Regions from separate parts of the Zea mays genome. Here region 2 is linked to region 1. Evidence: chromatin contacts called from public Hi-C data. All regions are on one chromosome and are shown on one strand. Each heading gives the region's core, a stretch centred on a gene start, on an enhancer-like site or on the middle of the called end of the contact. The rest is flanking DNA. Distances are from core to core; before and after follow the strand shown. Region 1 holds the start of LOC100283295 (metallothionein-like protein type 2). Region 2 holds the start of LOC100284897 (membrane protein).

Region 1 (7,823 bases), core at 1,982-4,481:
AGTACCCCCTTTGTTCTTTATGTTTATTGTTCCTAAACTTGTGATCGTTAGTTTGCCTGCCAAAAAAATGTAGTTGGGTAGCCTTTAGTAGGGGATTGGTGCAGTGGTGATACATGTTATCCAAAAAAAATTCCCTAGGTTTTGTGGTCACTATTTGCTTCTCTTTAGTAGGGGATTGGTGCAGTGGTGAGAGTTGTTTCACTGAGTCACCAGGTTGTAGGTTCGAACCAATCTCTCCGCATTTGTGACTTGCCTCAGTTTATTCCTTTCTCAGACTTCACTAATGTGGGAGCATTTGGTACCGAGTCTGCCTTTTTAGTAGAATTATTATACAAGTCTTCAGCCATTAAATATGGAAAGAACGGATGGAGTGAGCTTATCATGTGTATTAGATCAAATGGAGCAAATGAGCTGATGCCAGATCACCCAGCCACAAGCCACCATTAGTCAGAGACTCAGAGTGGTTGTATTTGTCCATTCTCTGGCATGCTGTATTGAAGAGTTGAAGCGCAACCACATCACATGGTTCTTTTCACTGAATGCTCCACCACATATTTTGAGCTGTGCACGAATTCCACGTTGCAGCGTGATACATAGTGTACTTTTGATTTGTAGTCTGCTTTGTCAGGATCTTGCGGATGTGCATATTTTGGGAACTGTACTGCAACTTGGTGTTTGATCTTCTCCGGTGGTAACGAGAGCGTTACCTCAACCAAGGTTACAACCGCAAGATCTATTTGCTATTTAGCGTGCTTGATGATGTATCCTGGCTGCTTTGTTTTTGGTTTGTGATCGTTTCTCTCTTCCAGGTGGTGTAGATTCTGCAGGCTCGCCACCCGTCGTTGCTCTATGGCGCACTGGCCCTCTGCTGCCCTCTTGTGCCTAATGTACAGTCTACATTCTTTTCTTTCTTTATTATGGACGGTGCTCACAAAATGGATGACCTTGGAAGTTGTAACGCTGTACGATCGACTGCATGATCTGTATGCACAGACATAGCGTCGGACTGGTGTAGTTTGTCAGTATGAAATGCAGGCATCAGGTGCCATTTCGTCGTCATTTAATTTCATTTATTTATTTACCATGTTGCCCTGTGATTCGCGGGAGGGACGCCTTTTCATTTGAATGAGATAAGCAACTCGGAAAGATATTTCCTTGCCCTGTGATAGGATAGGCTTGAGGGACGAACTTTGGCTCCACCGCCAGCTGCCTCCCTCCCCACACTATCTATGCTCGACGGGCCCGAGCCGCACGGCGATCTCCACTGCCCACCTGCCTCCCTCCCCACCCGCCGGCGCGCCGACAGACCAAACCCGTCCAGGTCCCCACTAGCTGGCGTGGCCCGCTTCACTGCCGCCGGCGCACCGCGGTGCACACATCTCCTGCGGCTTAAGTTGCTGTCAGTTTGTGAAAGGACCATGGTCAGCGTACTGTCTGCTTGTGCTGTCCTTGGTGCACTTGAGACAGGTGCATTCATATATTAAGCTGGTACTGTCTGCTTGTGCTGTCCTTGGTGCACTTGAGACAGGTGCATTCATACATTAAGCTGGTTGTACGAGATGTCGAGGCTGCCGAGCTTATTCTGCTTACCGAACTGCGCTGGAACCTCCCCCAAAGAGACGGTTACAACTGAGGCTAAGCGAAATCTCCAGCGATGGAAGCCTCTGAGCTCCATCGGGATGCCACCGGAGAGCATGTTGTCGCCGAGGTCCAGCAGCTCAAGCTTCTCACAGTAATTGAAGCGGTGGGTTCGAGCGAGCGTGACTTCTGCGCCGGCAAGCTCCCCTCGGACGAGGAAGAAAGAGGAAAGACCTCCTATCGAATATGTTTAGAGTTCGTTTGGGCGTAACAGAGACCTAAACACTTAAGACACAAATTTTCTTGTTATCCAATTTGATCGGAAATATGAATATGAAACTCATTGTTTTTTTACTAAGACCGATATATCTTACTTTGTGTCTTATCCACATGTTGGGAAAAAAAGGAAACACTGCCCCATCGTCAAAGTAGGACCGTCTCTTTTAGCTCATGCTCATATGCCTATGAAAAAGGAAACACACTGCCCCATCATCCAACTTAATCCTAGCGTGGGGTGAAGGAATAGATGGTCACATGACTAATATTCCTTGTACTAATGAATTTGTTGAGCATACACAGGAAAAATACAAGAACTATAAGAAATAACACCAGCACAAGTGTTGAGGCAAACGTTTGATGCCATATGGTCACATGACTAACATCTTGCACAGAGGAAGCCATCGAAACAAGATATGTACTGACGACGTCACAAATCGGATGCATATAGATGGAAAATGGAGACACAGCACGAAGGAAAAAAAAAAGTGCGCACAGAGCAGCGGGCATGGCCTGGTGCTGTGCATGCACCCGGCCGGCCCACACGACGCAACACTGGCAGGGGCCGAGGAGGAGGAAGAACAGGACAATTATTCGTTTACCACCACCACTAGCTAGCTACGCGCGCATGGCGGCAAACACAGACGACACTGCTACAACATACTGCAGAGCTTGATTTAGGCCCCGTTTCAATCTCACGGGATAAACTTTAGCTTCCTACTAAACTTTAGCTATATGAATTGAAGTGCTAAAGTTTAGTTTCAATTATCACCATTAGCTCTCCTGTTTAGATTACAAATGGCTAAAAGTAGCTAAAAAAAAGCTGCTAAAGTTTATCTCGCGAGATTGAAACAGGGCCTTAGCTAGAGATACTGAAGGGTGTCCTTCCGATCTAGCTACTTCCTCCATCGTCACGGCCTGCATGCTGCACCCGGTCATCCTCACTTGCAGGTGCAGGGGTCGCAGGTGCAGCTGGCGCCGCACTTGCACCCGCCGTTCTCAGCTCCGGCGGCCGCCTCGAACCCGCCCGTGGATGGCGCAACACCCATGATGAGAGTCTGGGTGGTGGTGGTGGTGGTCACCTGCTCAACCATGTCCGGGTACATCTTGCACCTGCATACACAGAGACAGATCTGATTCCGAGGGAGGAACGCAACGGAACGGAACGGAACAGAACGGCAGTGCAGTGCGGTGCAATGCTTACCCTCCGCAGCCGCTGCCGCACTTGCATCCGCTGCCGCACCCGCAGTTGCCTCCGCAGCACGACATCCTTCTTCCTCGCGATCCCACTCTAGCTAGCTCACGCGAAGAGAAGAAACCTGGGAGCTTACAACAACACAACCAGGAACTGAGACGCAACCCCTGCCCTGCTCCGACGGGAGAGAGGCCTCCGCCGCCTCCATTTATAGGCCCGGGACCGGGGGGCAGGACAGGCGCAGGCCATCTGGCCGTCCACGCGCCGTGGGTGCCCTCGCGACGTGTGGGGCCGCGGACAGGTGCGCCGCGTATGCTTGCTGCTAGTGCTAGCTATTGCGGTGGAGGACTGCGCGCGCGGGCCGTGTGATCCCCGCCTTCTCGGTGCGGCGGCGTCTACGGTTGCTTGCGTTTGCACGCCGGCCGCGGGTTATTAATGCCGGGCAGTAAAATTGAGTGCCTCCCCGACCTACAAACCACCAGCCATTTTCTGTTTCCTTTTGTTTTGATTTGATTTGATTTGAACTAACTACTGAAGCACTCGTGAATTATACATCCATGCAAAGGCACATTTTTCTACAAGCAAACGGGGTGTCGATCCTCAGGATCAAATCTATACCGGCCCGCTCGCACGAACCAACTACGCTACGGCCAGTCCTCGTTCTCTCTGTACACTCTTTCAGACACATCTACCCGCACCAACTTCATGCGCTATCGGCCAAATCCTTGCCCCAAAGACCCCTTCTCTTTAAATTTTTATTCCACTCATATTCAGTGACAACTACGGTTGGTCATGATCTAAATATTTATTCATAATTTATTTGAGCTCTAAATATTTTTCTACAACTAGGAGTCCTATTTAGGAGAGCTTCACTTCACGAATTTTAGATTCATTTTAGCTTTTTTATCCAAACAGGTTGAGCTCCACAAGCTCTAGCTTTATTTTTTTTTGAAACTAGAGGCTAGTTTCATTAAATTTATGAAGCTCCTGAAAGAGTGCTTCAAGAACACAAGTTTCATACCTACTCATGAAGTTGCAGGAAAATTACACACCACGCCACTGGTTACACGACCTACCGATTCATGTCTCTCTCGCCGCTCATAACAACCACTATCTTTAAGGGTAATTAAGAAAACTCGTACAAATTAATTGTATTTCAGAAGCTGGAGTCAATATACAAGCCAAACATTCCTTGAACCCACCTTAGCAATATGTTGAAGTTCTTTTATGGTGAAGGTAGAAAACTGAAGACGCAATTCTTGAAGTGAAGCCGTCCCAAATAAGGTCTGATTTTAGTTCAAAAATGAATAGAATTATAGTTGAATCCTAATTTGATCTGATCCTTAAATTTTTATAATGTAAAGTTTAGAACTCGTTACTAGCCCTAGTGGCAACTCAATTCTTGCTAAGGCAAGATCTACCCTTCAGTCCTTTTCACAACAACACTGTACAACATTTTCGGCGGTCGCCGTTATTTTCGGCGGCCTAGCCCTGGCCGCCGAAAATTAAGTGATTTAAACCGTGTGGCCGACCTTCTTCTTCATTCTTCTCCTGCTGTCTTCTCCACGCCGCTGTTGTCTTCTCCGCGCCCAGCGCGTTGCCAGGCTCCCCCGGCGACCAGCCATGCCGCACAGTCGCGTCACCCCCGCTCCTCCCCCGCCCCACACCTGTATTCTGTTCTACTCAAAAATGAAACCGGTTTAAACTCATATATTTGCAGGAGGCTCAAACTAGAGTTGTCCCGAGCCCAATCGATGTTTATATGAGAGAGCATAGAGCGAAAAATAGTGAAATCTCCGAGGAGCTATGTAGTCAAGCGACCGTTGAGCGTATGGTTAGTTGTTGTTAGGATTAATGTTTTATTGCCATATAGCTATAAATTACATGTGTGTTGAACCTTCATATTGTATTGCAGGAGATTTACGGGCAGGAGATGGTTAGGAAGTATGGAGAAGACTACGATTGGCGAGGAGCGCCTACCATCGACGCTGAAGTTGTGCATTCTATTGGTCCTATAACTAATATATTGTATTTGCAACAGTCTTGGTTTCCAGAGCAGGCACAAGAGCAACCATTTGTTTTCCCTCAATTTCAGCCGCCGACGCCTTAATGGGGATTACATGCTCCGCCACCTCCACCTTAGGTGCTTCAATTTAGTTAAGACTTGTCGTTTGTATTAACCTTTTAAATCTTGACTAAACTTGATTTTGTAGGGATCCGGGGTCATGGGCCACAACACGCCACCATCGGTGATACCAGCACAGGAGGAGCTTATGCACGGGAGGGAGCTACTACAGGAGATGTTAGTTTGACAAACAATTTGTTTGAATAATGTCATGTAAACACTGTCGTTATTAATGTCTTCTTTTTTTTAGACTCCAAACCAGTTACACGACTTCGTCAACGAGTTTTTCGCTTCCGGAGATAATGGTCACAACTCCAACGACCCCGATATGTGATGGTTTGAGTGTTGTGTCAAATTGTGAGTTTGTTTTATGTTGTAATGTACTATGTGATGTATTTGTGAACTGTGATGTGGTGAACCATTTGTGAACCGTGAACTTGATTTTGGTGAACTTCAATGTGGTTGTGAAGAAGTGTGATACTTTATGTTAAATGTGTGTAATTCTAGAATTAATGTTTCTGTCATTTTATTGTGATTATATTGTTGCTAAAATTGCTGTTTTTTGCATTTTTTTCTCTGAAATTGTTAATTTTTGGTGGCTAAAAGAGGACGCCAAAAATAATCGTGGTTCATTTTCGGCGGACAGGTGACCGTCGCCGAAAATAAGAGTTTATTTTCGGCAGCCGGCTCGTTGGCCGCCGAAATAACTTATTTTCGGCTGCGGCCAGGTGTCAGCAGCCGGAAATAATGGCTTATTTTTGGCTAATTTTTTCTGACGGCCAAATGCCGCCGAAAATAAGCTATTTCCGGCGGCGAATGCCTTATTTTCGGCGGCTTGAGGCCGCCAAAAATGGCTGTAGCCGTAGTATTTGTGAGCTCCATACAATCATCATCTAAGTATCCCTTGTAAACTTAAACTTTGAACAATCTTGTACCTTAGTCATAGATCTATAGTTGCCTTTTTTGTCTTAAAACATCTTTATATTCATTACAAATACTGCTATACGATTTTTTTGTATGGTTTTGGCATAATGTCAGCTAATGAAACTTATCTAAAACCCTTATGTCTCCCGTGCCCTAATCTTTAACTTTAGATCTCGTGACTAACCCGCTAAATCAGCGTCAAATAACCGCCAATAGTCGACGCTATAGTTTGTTGCACCGAGACATGTAATCTTAGCGCACTGGACCATAGCGCGCCGATCTTGAGATCTAAAAATGAAATTAGTTTCTCCAAAGTCCAAACATTGAACTTTTTATGAAAAAATGACCAAAGAAAAAACAATTGTTCCTGCCAATCTTTAGGCAGGGAGAAACAAAACAAAGACTGCTATAGTAACTCCGTGAAACTACACAAAACACAACATGATTTTTTTTGGCTGTCGACGTGCATGGATCTCGATATCGGCTAATTGATCTTTAGTGTTAATGTATGCAATCTCGATATCTCCCTTTTGTTGGTGATCCCTAAGAAAATGATACCGAATGACTATGTGTTTAGTGCGGCTATGCTCAACGGGATTATCCGCCATGCGGATTGCACTCTCATTATCACATAGAAGAGGAACTTTGGTTAATTTGTAACCATAGTCCCTAAGGGTTTGCCTCATCCAAAGCAATTGCGCGCAACAATGGCCTGCAGCAATGTACTCGGCTTCGGCGGTAAAAAGAGCGACCGAATTTTGCTTCTTTGAAGCCCAAGACACCAAGGATCTTCCCAAGAACTGGCAAGTCCCCGATGTGCTCTTTCTATTAATTTTACACCCTGCCCAATCGGCATCCGAATAACCAATCAAATCAAATGTGGATCCCCGAGGGTACCAAAGCCCAAACTTAGGAGTATAAGCCAAATATCTCAAGATTCGTTTTACGGCCGTAAGGTGAGATTCCTTAGGGTCGGCTTGGAATCTTGCACACATGCATACGGAAAGCATAATGTCCGGTCAAGATGCACATAAATAGAGTAATGAACCTATCATCGACCGGTATACCTTTTGATCGACGGATTTACCTTCCGTGTCGAGGTCGAGATGCCCATTGGTTCCCATGGGTGTCTTGATGGGTTTGGCATCCTTCATCCCAAACTTGTTTAGAATGTCTTGAGTATACTTCGTTTGGCTAATGAAGGTGCCCTCTTAGAGTTGCTTTACTTGAAATCATAAGAAATACTTCAACTCCCCCATCATTGACATCTCGAATTTCTGTGTCATGATCCTACTAAATTCTTCACATGTAGATTTGTTAGTAGACCCAAATATAATATCATCAACATAAATTTGGCATACAAACAAATCATTGTCAAGAGTTTTAGTAAATAAAGTAGGATCAGCCTTTCCGACTTTGAAACCATTAGCAATAAGGAAATCTCTTAGGCATTCATACCATGCTCTTGGGGCTTGCTTGAGCCCACAAAGCGCCTTAGAGAGCCTATAGACATGGTTAGGGTACTCACTGTCTTCAAAGCCGGGAGGTTGCTCAACATAGACCTCTTCTTTGATTGGTCCATTAAGGAAGGCACTCTTCACGTCCATTTGGTAAAGCTTGAAGCCATGGTAAGTAGCATAGGCTAATAATATACGAATTGACTCAAACCTAGCTACGGGTGCATAGGTTTCACCGAAATCCAAACCTTCGACTTGTGAATATCCC
Region 2 (7,823 bases), core at 1,926-4,425, 320 kb before region 1:
GCTGAGGAGGGTGAGGAGGATGATGAAATTGAGAGACTCTTCAAGGGTGGTAAGAAGAAGAAGAATGATCGCCCTCGTGCAGATATTGGTCTTATAGTGGAACAATTCATTGCTGAGTTCGAGGTAGCAGCTGAAGAAGATGCAAATTTGAATCGGCAATCAAAGCCAGCCATTAACAAACTTATGAAGCTTCCTCTGCTCATAGAGGTTCTCTCCAAGTAAGATATCTGGAATCTTTCCTGTAGTCCCAGTGCATATTGTCATTTGTTTATAGCTATCAATAATATTTTTTTGTTTATCTCTGTTTCACAGGAAGAATCTTCAACAGGAATTTCTTGACCATGGAGTTCTCACTCTTCTAAAAAACTGGCTTGAGCCATTACCTGATGGAAGCATGCCAAACATGAATACTCGATCTGCTGTACTGAAATTATTAGCTGATGTAGGCATCTTTAAGTTTTTTTTTTCATTGTAGAACTTCGTTTGTTTTGCGCAAGAATGTAGTTGCTGATGGAAGTTTCATGCCTCTTGCAGTTTCCAATTGACTTGGAACAATATGACCGAAGAGAGCAGCTTAAGAAAAGTGGCCTGGGAAAGGTATGCTTATACCAGTCCCTCTGATATAAATTATTTTGCAGAAGATTATTTGTCATGCACTAAGTCTGGCCAATGGTGCATATTTAGGTCATTATGTTTTTGTCCAAATCTGATGAGGAGACCACTGCAAATAGGAAATTGGCTAAGGAGCTTGTTGATAAATGGGTAAGTCTGTTCTCAGTATCCATATATGTTTGTGTTTGGTGGTTGTGAAGGGTTCTTAGTTGGTACTTGTAAAAAAAATCAGAGTCGACCAATATTCAACAAGAGCACGAGATTTGAAGACATGAGGAGATATGATGATGAAAAAGCACCTTACAGGCGGCCACAAATGAAGAAGTAAGTGCATGCACTTATTGGCCTTTTGAGGATTATATCTTGTCCTGTATATTATGTGTGTACTTTGTGTTCTTATTGGTTATCCTCTGTCATGAAGACCATCAAGTAGCTCTGGAATGGAATCCAGAGATGATGATGTTGATGCTGACTTTTCACAGTAAGTTCATTATATTTGGATGCATGTTTTCAACATTTTCTAATTGTTAGTTTAATATGTTTTATTTATGCTTTGTATTTAGACGCAAGTCTGGGCAAAGTAGTTCAAGGCAGCATGCTTCTAGGCCAGAAGCCTCGCCTTTGGACTTTGTCATTCGTCCACAGTCCAAAATTGACCCTGAGCAGATACGAGCTCGTGCTAAGCAGGCTGTCCAAGACCAGCGTCGGCTGAAGGTTTTCCTTCCATCCTTAAAACATCTTGGCTTTGTCTCCCTTCATAAGCTAGCTAGGGTTCCTTCATGCTTGTTGACTGTTGAAGTAGGACCAACTGAGCAATAGCTGATTCTTCTCGTTGGACATGCAGATGAACAAGAAATTGCAGCAGCTGAAAGCGCCCAAGAAGAAAAACCTTCAGGCGTCAAAGCTCAGCGTGGAAGGCCGTGGCATGATCAAGTACCTGTAGATCACCCACTGTGGCATCCGCAGTCAGCAGTGTCCTGCACATGATACAGCGCCTGCAGGGATTGCTGAATTGGTATGAAGCATCCTACCACCATTCCATGGCAAACAGCTCGGCATCAGTAATTGCTTGGATCTTTTATCCAAGTATTTTTCTTGCCTGCAACATCCGTGCTTCAGAAACCAGTTGAGTTGGCTACACTATCATTGCAGAGGCATATACTACGAGCTTGCATAAACATGGCGCTTTCCTACCAGAGTGGTGCCTTTATATTGTATAAATATTTGTCATGTTTATGAGTTACAATTAGCTAGGGTTGAAGTTCGATTGTTTGTACTTGAAAGAAAGTCATCACTTGTGAAAAATCGAAACATAGTGCGACAAATGATTGGTTGTGCTTACCAAACTGTAACTCAATTGTGATAAATTACAATTCTTCAGCAGTCCTCATCTTGCTGCTTTATTGTAAGATAGTGTGCTCAGGCTCAGGCTATCTGCAGTGACTCTTCTATGTCATTCTCTATTTTAAACAGTGTTGTCTATAGTGTAAAATATTATTTTATATGATCATATATATGATATATATATATATGATCTGTTGGACACAACCTTATTTCCTTTGTCTTAAAATGATTTTCATCATTATTTCGAAGAGTCAAATAATCTAAACTTTAACTAAATATAAAATTTAAAAATTATTAGTATCTATGACGTCATATAAGAATATATAATATCATATTTAGATGGATCCAATCATATATTTTATAATAAACCTATTTGGAGCATGTTGAATTGTTGATACTGCTATTTTTCTATAAATCCTGTCAAAGGTGATATTGGTTGGTTTCTACTCATTCTAGGACGTGTTGAGATTATGCTATTGCTGTCATAACATGTTTCATTATTTGTGGTAATGTGAGTTACTGAACACTTGATCCATTAGTAACTAGATGATGTTAGATAAAATAATGTTAAAGAATGTTCCGAAATCCAACCTAAAGGCTTAAACACATGCTGCCCATTGTTGAAAGGAAAATCAGTATGTCGTGTACTATCCCTGGGTGGACCATGGATTGCCAGGTCTTTTTCAGACTGTACCAGACGCGGACAGGCAAATCTATCCATAGCGATATTCTCTGTAACGTACGTAAAGGAAAGGCAGTTCACGGAACAAGTCATTAATTGACAGCGACATGGTGGTTTGCCCATCTTTATTTAGTGGTTTCCTATCAGCGAGTACGCAAAAGAAAGCGATGTCGAATTCCGGCTTAATTCAAATGGACTATGTGTGCATCTTTCAATTGAAAATTTAAATTCCAAAGTTTATGTGATACCTTTTCTTTTTCCCCCCTCTAGTCTACGTGTGCACTCGCACAAGAATGGAATAGAACCAGTATAAAATTTGTCTGCTTCAGAACGCCGGCATCTAGTAGTATTCACTTTCGTTAAATCCGTAAGAGTAACGAGTGAAATTCAATTTGTAACATGTCCTCTAAAACACCTCAATTTCAAGTTAGAGAACTCCTAAGAACATGATTAGTGTCCCAGCATTCCCCAAGACCCCAGTATATAGGGAAGCACTAAAATTAGGGGTCATTCTTCTTTCTCCGTCCTTTCCATCCCAGGTCGCCACCGCGTCTCCGCCCTTCCCTCCTCCCCACCATCTTCAGCACGAGGCAGCACGCGCGGACGTCCCTCCCGACACGGAGAACCCCGCTCCGCGCGCTCGCATTCGTCGCGCCGCCACCCAGGTCCCAGCCGGCCGCGCGCCCGCGCCCCCCCGCCGCCGGCCGTGCCATGCCGCGGCGGGGCGAGACGGCGGTGGTCCCCATTGACGTGGCGTCCGCCGGCGGCGGGCGAGGCGATGAGCGGCCCAAGAGAGAGCGCCACCGGAGTCACGGCCCCGGCCGCCACGGTCCGCACCGGAGTCGCCCGCCGCCCCCGCCCCCGCCGGCGTTCCGGCCGTTCCGGCGGTGGTTCCCGTTCCTTGTGCCGCTATTCATCGTCGCCAACATCGTCCTCTTCGTGCTCACCATGTACGTCAACGACTGCCCCGCGCACGCGCGGGCCACCGGCGCCGCGATAGGCGGATCGGTCGGCGAGAGCGCCACCGCGCAGGGCTGCTGGCTCGCGCCCGAGCTCGGGAGGTTCGCGTTCCAGTCGTTCAAGGAGAACCCGCTCATCGGCCCTTCCTCCGCCACGTACGCCACACTATTCAAATCTGTCCAAAATTTGGATCTTTCTGCAGTTTGCTCGGCTTACATTATTGATTTAGATGTATGCATTGTGGAGCATGTTAGAAACTCTGCAGAATTTTGTGAAATGTGCTGTCTTTGAGATCCTCGATTGGTAGTACATCGGTCAGCTATATTATATAATCTTGATAAACCTTATTGTTTGATAATGTATTAAGTACGTATCACTTTTCACCATCGATAATTTTTTGTTGGTAATTATGCCCTCGGGTGGCAGTACTTCAATTTGGGGCTTATTTTGTATAATCTTGATACCTTGAAGGTTCATCTAACATGTTTTGATTCCCAGGCTGTTGGAAATGGGGGCACTGGAAACCAGTAAAGTTACCAAAGATCACGAAGGGTGGCGCCTCATTACATGCATTTGGTTGCATGCTGGAGTCGTCCACATACTCGCCAACATGTTGAGCCTCTTAATGATCGGAATCAGGCTCGAGAAGGAATTTGGTTTCAGTAAGTGACCCTGTCTAGTTCGATTAAAGAAAGTTTCAGTAATTGTCTTCTTTTTTTAGGAAAACAGATTCTCTGTGCACAATGCATCTTTATTATCTAGATTGTAACCTGTTATTTCAAGGCCTGTGATCATATAACTTGACCATTGATTGACGATTGTCTGTTGCAGTAAGGATTGGTACACTGTATGTGATCTCTGGTGTTGGTGGCAGCTTGCTGTCTTCTCTATTTATGGTGTCAAATATATCAGTCGGTGCTTCAGGTGCATTATTTGGACTATTGGGCTCAATGCTGTCAGAGCTCATAACAAATTGGACGATATATGAGAACAAGGTCGATTCTAAAATATATGCAGTATTTTCACAAAACATTCCATATTCCATTTTTCTAATTCTATTCTTGTTTCGAAAAAAACAGTTTGCAGCACTCTTGACTCTAGTTATGATCATTCTCATCAACTTAGCTGTTGGGATCCTTCCACATGTTGACAACTTCGCTCACCTTGGAGGATTTATGTCAGGGTTCTGTCTTGGTTTTGTGCTGCTAATGCGACCACAGTTTGGATATATTAACCAAAAGAACTCTCCTCTTGGATTTCCCATGGGCGTAACTAAACGGAAGTTCAAGACATATCAAGTCATACTTTTGGTTATTTCTACAATGATACTAGTTTCTGGGTAAATATCTTGACAATGAGATGAATGATAATGACCTAATCAACCACTACAGTTCAACTCTTTTAGCTAAGCTTTATTGTTGGCAGGTTCACCATTGGATTGGTGTTGCTATTTCAAGGGTTCAATGCTAGTGAGCACTGTTCTTGGTGCCATTATATGAGCTGTGTGCCTACTTCAAAGTGGAGTTGCAACGCACCAAATAACTACTGTATGGTATGTTTTTCTGTAGTTATGATTCTTACTAAATGTACTTAATGGCTTTGATGGGGTAATCACCAGTTCCTATATTTTTAACCTGTCAAGTCAGGATAAATTGTGTTAAATATGAAATCATAATGTGTATATTAACACAGGGTATGCATGAATGCCAAACTAACTCTTGAGCATTTTTGTGCTTTATAAAATGTCAGAAAAAATCACGAGCATCATTAGAACTTCAACTAATTTGATGTTAGTAGCAGCAATTCTGTGCTTGCTTTCCTATAAGCGTAATGTGAACTTCCGTACGGAGATTGTTTACTTCAATATGCATGTTACCATTGTTGCAGCCATTAGGTCATGTACAACTCTGACACTGCTGCACGGTACTCCAAGTATAAGACTGTCATGGGCATAATAGGGAGTGAGAGGCAACAACCAGGCTAGGATAAGGCTAGAGAATAAGATTGAGGTGAGCTAGGATAAGGCTAGAGAATAAGATTGAGATGAGAGAATTGTGGAGAGTTAGTTAGCAGCAGATAAGTCCAAGAAAGTAGGAGTTAGTTGAGAGTTTGTAGGAGAAGTTGGTTAGTCATAGGGCTATTTATAAGCCGCATAGCACCAAGGAATAAATCAAGCAAGATCATTATCAAACCAATCTCTCTCCCTTGCAATGACCCTCTCAAGCGCCTAGGGCTGCTACCCTAGAACCAAGCCTGCGGCAGAGGGGTATAACCTCGCCGGAGAAGACAGCTATACCCATGGACCGAAGGTCCATGACACCTGGTATCAGCTCCAGGTTATCCTCACCACCACCAGCCGCCCATCCCTCACCACCACCAGCCGCCGAGCCATCTGCCGCCGCAACGCCCTCCCACCCGCCCTCTCCAACTCTAGATGCATTCACTCGGCTCGAAGAGAAGTGGGATCAATTCGTTGTGATGTTTCACCGCTACAAGGAGAAGACAGAGAAGGAACTCCAAGCAGCGGTGCGGCTTCAGGCGGCAGCGCGAGGGTTCCTGGCACGCCGCCAGGTACAGTCCCTTCGTGGGGAGAAGCACCTTGCTGTGGCCTCCAGGGCCACCCCATGGCCGTCATCACATGAGCAGGCCATGGTGCGTCTGCAAGCCGCAGTGCGCGGCTTCCTTGTTAGGCGGGCGGTGCGGAAGCTACACTTGCTGATCAGCTCATCGCTGCACCAACTCGTAGCCTGCGCGTCCAACCACCAGATCTCATCTATACTTTTTAAACCCCCTGCAGAAGTCGAGATCTGGATATGCAGCCCCCTGCACGGCCAAAGAGGGTCGTCTCCCTCATTCGGGCAACTGCCTTGGTGCTGGACAGACCCAAGGGCTGGTTCCTCCTTCACCTTTCATCCAACGTGAAGTCCGCAGTTCAGCTCTTTCCTTGGGATCCAGGAGGACATAGCTGCAGTTCAAATTTATATTTTAATTCCACAATTATTTTGTATTTTCGTCTTAAATAATAAAGGTAAGCTGAGATGTAAAAGGCTTAACCTTAAGTCGTGTCAGGTAAGTCTATGGCAGCTCGAGGACGAGCTGGTCCTCAAGGGAGGGGGAGATGTCATGGGCATAATAGGGAGTGAGAGGCAACAGCCAGGCTAGGATAAGGCTAGAGAATAAGATTGAGGTGAGCTAGGATAAGGCTAGAGAATAAGATTGAGATGAGAGAATTGTGGAGAGTTAGTTAGCAGCAGATAAGTCCAAGAAAGTAGGAGTTAGTTGAGAGTTTGTAGGAGAAGTTGGTTAGTCATAGGGCTATTTATAAGCCGCATAGCAGCAAGGAATAAATCAAGCAAGATCATTACCAAACCAATCTCTCTCCCTTGCAATGACCCTCTCAAGCGCCTAGGGCTGCTACCCTAGAACCAAGCCTGCGGCAGAGGGGTATAACCTCGCCGGAGAAGACAGCTATCCCCATGGACCGAAGGTCCATGACAAAGACACAACTAAAACACAACATAATACAGTGGATATGTCTAAAACATGTGTCTTACCGTATTCATTGCACCAATCAGAGCATTTGATAAATTAAATTGACTAATTAGTTAGTCTCCTGTCTCGAGCATAGAGCTAAGACACCGTGTCTTCGTCAAGATACATGTCTTGAGTTTTTTTACATTCACCCTCTTAGACACACTTAAAGACATAGCTCAAGGCACCCATTGCACATGCCCTTAGGCTGGCTCCAACAAGGTTCCCTAGAGGGTTCTGTACCCTAAATATAGAGGATCAAACGGTACCCTACGTTCTCCAGCAACGCCTTCTAAACGGTTCTCTAAATTTAGAGGACGCTGCTAGATTCTCTATATATAGAGTTTGTCTAAATGGTCCTCTATCCATTTGAATAATTTAAATTACTGGTTTAACAAAACTAAAATATGTACAATACATTTGAGAGTACGACAAATACATATGTACAAAAAAATAAAATTAAAAATGTCTCTAATATGGGTATTTGAGTATAGAGGACGTGATTTAGAGGACCTTGTTGGAGAGAAATGAGATATAGATGATGAAATCTTTTAGAGAAGACTGTAAAGGACATATATAAAGGATGAATATAGAGAACGTTGCTGGAGACAGCCTTAGTGCTTAACTGTTGTTTCATTTTTTTTATTTGTATCCTTGTTGTAAGTTTACTAATATAAGCTTCTTCTGCAGTCTT

What was found. A called contact is a pair of places that touch in the nucleus more often than the background predicts.
Region 2: a Hi-C map of tassel shows a contact between it and region 1, with 2.1 times the contacts expected there. The contact joins the promoter of LOC100284897 here to the promoter of LOC100283295 in region 1. A contact is called at or near these places in 3 of 25 Hi-C or Micro-C datasets (bundle sheath, ear and tassel).

What each region holds. Positions count from the first base shown.
Region 1 is chr3:17,623,715-17,631,537 of Zm-B73-REFERENCE-NAM-5.0, reverse strand. LOC100283295 (metallothionein-like protein type 2) reads right to left here and starts at 3,231. Exons shown (of 2, transcript NM_001156197.2): 1 at 3,059-3,231; 2 at 2,718-2,967. The coding sequence starts at 3,123. The coding sequence ends at 2,796. It overlaps LOC100192707, which reads left to right. Exons shown (of 17, transcript NM_001363272.1): 17 at 1-302.
Region 2 is chr3:17,944,019-17,951,841 of Zm-B73-REFERENCE-NAM-5.0, reverse strand. LOC100284897 (membrane protein) reads left to right here and starts at 3,175. Exons shown (of 6, transcript NM_001157792.2): 1 at 3,175-3,753; 2 at 4,097-4,260; 3 at 4,430-4,593; 4 at 4,678-4,937; 5 at 5,024-5,150; 6 at 7,820-7,823. The coding sequence starts at 3,350. LOC103649783 (protein IWS1 homolog 1) reads left to right here. Exons shown (of 11, transcript XM_008675497.4): 4 at 1-218; 5 at 313-442; 6 at 535-597; 7 at 685-762; 8 at 845-936; 9 at 1,034-1,093; 10 at 1,176-1,326; 11 at 1,457-2,082. The coding sequence ends at 1,555.